Regions from separate parts of the Mus musculus genome. Here region 2 is linked to region 1. Evidence: chromatin contacts called from public HiChIP or PLAC-seq data. All regions are on one chromosome and are shown on one strand. Each heading gives the region's core, a stretch centred on a gene start, on an enhancer-like site or on the middle of the called end of the contact. The rest is flanking DNA. Distances are from core to core; before and after follow the strand shown.

Region 1 (2,700 bases), core at 113-2,612:
TTTAAGGCCAGCCAGGATGGCCAGGGCAACTCAGAGAAATCCCATCTTAGAAAAAAAGCAAAAACAAACAAAGAAACAAAAAGCCACTGAACTATAGAATCTATGTTCTTCATAAAACTGCACATAGAACATTTGTCCCATCCAAAAAACAACAACAATAAAGAAGGATGAAACAAACAAGATAAAAATTTCAAAATAGTAGGTGGATGGCATTACTCACAGTGGATGGGGTTCTTTCATATCAAACATTAATCAAGAAATTCCCCAAAGATATGCTCACAAACTATTCTGATGGAGCCAGTTCCTCAATGGAGTGTCCTTCTCCCCAAGAGAGTCTTTTGTATCAAGTGGACAAAAACTAACCAGCACAGTACTTAAATTTGAAAATTAATACATTTCAAAGTAGTAGATCAAAGAGGAAAATCCTAAAAGTAATTATAAACTATTATCAGCTGAGTCAAAAGTGAAGCACACTACATCAAAAACAGTGGAACCGCAGCTAAAGCAAAGCTCTGAAGGCAACTCAGCTCTAAAGGCATTATGTTTAAAAGGTAGGAACCTCCTCGATTTTTTTTTTTTTTTTTTTTTTTTGTTTTTTGTTTTTTTCGAGACAGGGTTTCTTTGTGTAGCTCTGGCTGTCCTGGAACTCACTATGTAGACCAGGCTGGCCTGGAACTCAGAAATCTGCCTGTCTCTGCCTCCCGAGTGTTGGGATTAAAGGCGTGCGCCACCACGCCCGGGTCTTCCTCGATGTTTTAATCTTTACTAAACAACTAGGAAAAGAAAAGTGAAACAGATGAGTAGTAAGAAGCAAAATAAAAATAAAAAATAAAGTCAGCGAAGTAGGGAAAAAAATTAGCACAGCCGAAATACAGCCTTTGAAAGATTTCTAAGTGTTGACACACCTTAGTTTAACTTCAGTCAAAGCAAAAGAAATCTATAAATTACCACTATCAAGAATGTCTAAACATACACTCCCGTCTCGATTTTAGTAGCAAATAAATGCATATAATGCACAGATTATGATTACAAAACTATATATTTAACATATGGACTATAGTAATAGAAGTAGCTCCCAGCCTTCATGAACTTTTAGAGAAAAGTTAGTGAAATAAATGTATATTATGTATATAGTAATAAGAGAGGACTATTTAGGTTGGAAGGGATGCACCTCCCGCGGAAATGACGCTGGTCCTGGCTTTCTGCTGGATCCACTGCAATGGCTGGCAACGCTCTGGGAGTTGAGACACAGGTGGCCATCAATGCCCTACCCCGCCCCGCCCCGCCCCACCCTCGCTTGCCCCACCCCCTGTCCTTCTGCGCAGGCGTAAGGAAGGCGTCCCGGGGCTCGAGAGGCGGGGCGTGGCCGGCGGCTGGGCGTGGCCGGCGCGGGCTGGTGGACTGGTGAGGTGGCGTCGGTGGGAGCAGTCCCCCGCGGTTTGGCGTGATGCTGGGGTCCCAGTCCGGAGCCCGGCGGCTCTGAGCGCCGGAGCCGCCCCGGGACATCATGGCGGAGGCCTGCGAGCCCACCCGCCCCTCGGAGGACGAGGACGAGGAGCGGGAGCCGCTGCTGCCTCGCGTTGCCTGGGCCCAGCCGCGGAGGGTCGCGCCCGGGAGCGCCGTGAGAATGCAGGCGGACGAGGGCGCGGATGTCCTCCGCGAGCCCGCTACCGACGAGCCGCCGGCGGTGTCCGGGGAAGGGTCGATCTCCGCGAGCTTGTCCACCGAGCTGGATCGGACCCGCACTACGAGCTCAGGTGCGACCCATGCGCGCGCGCAACCCGCCCTTCCCTGCCTCAGTTTCCTCTCACCTTTCCCTCTGTGGCAGGAGAACGGGGACCACTAAAATCTCACTCTGTAGGCTTCCCCAAAGAGTCAGTCCAAGTGGGAACCCAACACTGAGGGAAACTTCATCCAGGACTGTGACGTAAGTTGTTTGTTCAAGTTTGGACTTAAGTTCTGAATTAAGAACGCACAACGATCCAGAAAGTTCTCGTCGGAGTCATGAGTTTACAGGGCGGATGATAAGCCGAGAGATAATAGGAAGGGATGACCATTTGCCGCTGGGACAAGTTTCAAAACTTTCTATTAAATGTTGCTATTGTGACGTTAGCCAGAGGGGGCGGAGGCGGGCGAACTCCTGCCGCCAGCTCTCTGCAAAGTATATTTGCGCGCTTAAAAAGAAAAACACCTTTTCATTATCTCCTGGGCTGATTTTAAGTGGACCTTTGAAAGAGAGGCTAACTAACAATGTTTAAACTAAAAATTAAGGCATGCTATTGCAGGCCTGGGTGTCTGTGTGGTGAGTTTGGACCGGTGGAGTGGAGTGTGGCTGAAATGGAGTAGATTTGTATGAGATCCATCTGGAGTCTAGACTGGCTTTTTTTTTTTTTTTTTTTTTCCCTTTTTCTCCTACTTGATGATGATAGGATGGATCCAAAGAAGTATCATATGCACTATTCCACGAGCATCATTCCATATGACTCCTTGTGGAAAAGCCACAGGGAAGGTAGTTGTTATTAATACTGCATTTCTTAGAAGTTAAGTTTATTTGACCTACCAGTGTGCTAATGTGACTTGAAATGATTTGAACAGGGCAAGTCAAGAGTTCTAACAACTTTTATTCAAACACAAATCCTCTAAATAAGAGACCTAAAGGAAGTCGTCTCTGAAACACATTAACTACATAGGGGTCTGCCC
Region 2 (2,893 bases), core at 275-2,774, 1.1 Mb after region 1:
CCTATTGAATCTGAACTCGAGTTTGATTTAACAAAACCTCTTGTGACTCTTAAGCTCATTAACGTTCAATGTAATTAGGCTAAACTAGCCTTTTCAGCATTCTCAGCCTGTTTTCCTGAAATTCTACTCTTGCTGTGCTTAAAAAATATGTATACACACAAAACCAAAATTAATCCGTAAGTATTTTGGTGATATTATTCTAATGTGTATTCTAATTATTCTATTATTCTAATGTGTATTCTAATGTATAATTACACCTTAGGGCGTTTGCTGACCTACTATTGGCCTTTGGATTAACGTTCAATTAGTTAAATCAGTTACTTCTAATTATAACTATGTTTCATATATTTCCTTGAGGACACAAACTGTATTTTATTAAATATTTGTGCTCACACAGTTCCTTGTATGTAAATGCTCGATAAACTGAAAGTTGGACCATGTCTAAAAGATGGAATGAATGCATAGAAATCTAGATGGTAGATTTCTTAAAGACAAGGACAGTCAGGATCTTAGTCATTTTAAAATTAAGAATACTAAAAAAAAAAGTATTAGTAATTGTTGTTGGTTAATTTGTATGTGAAAGGAGACTAATACCAGGATATGATTGTAGATTCTAGAACAGCAGTTCCCAAGAACCACCCTTTCACAGGACTTGCTTAAGACCATTGAAAAAGGGCTGGAGAGATGGCTCAGTGGTCAAGAGCACTAACTGCTCTTCCAGAGGTCCTGAGTTCAATTCCCAGCAACCACATGGTGACTCAAAACCATCTATAACCATATGACAGTGTACTCATATACATTAAATAAATAAACTCTTAAAAAAGACTTCCTTTAAAAAAAGACCATTGAAAAACACATATATTTATATGTGTTTCATAACAATAGCAACATTACAGTTATGAAGAAGCTGCAAAAAAATTATGATTAGGGTTCACCACAACATGAGGAACTGTATTAAAGTGTGGCTGCATTAGGAAGATTGAGAACCACTGCTGTATAAAGCCTAGAGAATAGAAACAGTCGCAAAGGAAACAAGCGTGCAACTTCATGAATTGCTTCTTACCTCAGCCAACTATCAAAACATCCTGCCAATTGGTGTAAATTGAATTCTGCAATTTAAATACATCGCTTAAGTGCAACAGCTAGTATCAGAGCCCATAATTTTGGGGTGTAACCAGCAGCAATTGTGTTCACAGGCGTGTTCTGCAGAGATTGACTGGTGGAAGAGTTAAGAATCTCTATAATACAGAGTCTATATAGTAAATTTCAACACACACACACACACACACACACACACACACACACACACACACACACCACCTCGTTCTCGGTTCTTTTTTGCACATCTGAAACTTTGTGGCTGCGGAAGAACAAGCTTTTGTTCTGTGTTTTCGATCAGACTGGGTAGGAACAATGAAATCTACTTCCCGGCCCTGGTCTCTTTCCGCCCTCGGAACGCATGTGCGAGGTCTTTCAGATGCGGAGGGGACCAGAGAGGGACGGACGCACGGCCCAGCAGTTGCCTGGCAACGCCCGCTGGAGGAGTCCCGCCGAAAAAAGGTCCGGGAGAAGTGTCAGCGGCCAGGAGTGGGACCCTGCAGCGCATTCTTTCCTTGCCGGCGGCCGTCCCCGCGGCTGGCGGGTTAGGGCAGGGGAAATGTTGCAGGAGGAGTCGGACCTGTCCCTCATCATTGCCCAGATCGTCCAGAAACTCAAGGGCTCCAATTTGTATGCTCAGCTGGAACGGCAGGCCTGGGTAAGCGGGGCTGATGGGAAGCTATGGAGACCGGCAGGCCGCAGGATGACCTGCCTGCTACACTGCCTTCACCCAGGCCAGAGCTTTTTGCTCTCTCCACCCCTTTCTGCTGTTTTAAACCCCTCCCTGAGCCTTGCACCTTGTTTGCTCAGACCCAGGAGTGAGGCAATTGTATTTTTTTAAAGATGGGTGGGGCTCATCACGCCCTTCTTCAGGCCAGAGAATGGCCAAGGCTTCTCCCGTTTATTCTTGTAGTCGTTTAAGGGACCTATTTTTTATTTTTTAGATGTTGGACTCACGAGCAGCATGCCTTCCTTCTTTTTTACTTTCTCGTGGATGGATTGGGATCCCATGTGCTTTATTCTAATGTGTCACTTTGTTGCACTTTGCTCTCCCTACAGTGATTTTTTTTTTAATGTGCCCACCTAGCGTTTATTGAATTCATTTAAACAGACTCGGCCCTGCGAGTAGACAGAATAACCAGTAGAGCTTTACTGTATGAGAATGTAGTGTGAATGGAATCCTACAGTACCAAAACTTTTGTGGATGCTTCTGTCCCCGTTAGGATTTTGAGATCCATCCAAACTTGGTATTTTAGTACTTCTGTTCCCATTAGTTTCTCTAGTTAGTACTTACCTGGTGGATATTTAGGTTGTTTAGAGATTATGGATAATGCCAATATGTATATTCTGTGACTTTATCTTTATCCCATGGATTGTCCAGAAAATGTATTGTTTAGTTTTCAAATTTGGGGAGATCTTTCCAGTTTCTTCCTTTTGTTGATTTCAAGTTTAACTCCAGGATGGATAAAATTTATATTATGTTAATTCTTTAAATTTTGTTGGAGTATTTTTTTATTTTTAAGATTCGTAATTTGTTTTCTCTTGTTGAACATCCTTTGTGTACTTAGTAAACATCTTTTTTTTTTTTATAATTTAGAAATGTCAGTTAAGTAGGTTGAAAGTTTTGTTTAAGTGTATCTTTACTGAGTGTGGTATGTGATGATTAATCTTGTTTGTTGACTTAAAACACCTGAGAAGAGGAAACCTTAATTGAGAAATTGATCTCCTAAGCTGCCTCTGTGGACATATGCACGGGGCATTTTCGTGATTCCTAACTGAAACAGGATGGCTGAGC

What was found. HiChIP or PLAC-seq counts read pairs in DNA pulled down with a chosen protein or histone mark.
Region 2: an HNF4G HiChIP or PLAC-seq map of pancreatic cancer cells shows a contact between it and region 1. The contact joins the promoter of Tbc1d19 here to the promoter of Pi4k2b in region 1.

The regions. Positions count from the first base shown.
Region 1 is chr5:52,740,212-52,742,911 of GRCm38.p6, forward strand. Pi4k2b (phosphatidylinositol 4-kinase type 2 beta) reads left to right here and starts at 1,363. Exons shown (of 10, transcript NM_025951.3): 1 at 1,363-1,757. The coding sequence starts at 1,508.
Region 2 is chr5:53,808,103-53,810,995 of GRCm38.p6, forward strand. It overlaps Tbc1d19 (TBC1 domain family, member 19), which reads left to right and starts at 1,525. Exons shown (of 21, transcript NM_144517.4): 1 at 1,525-1,756. The coding sequence starts at 1,658.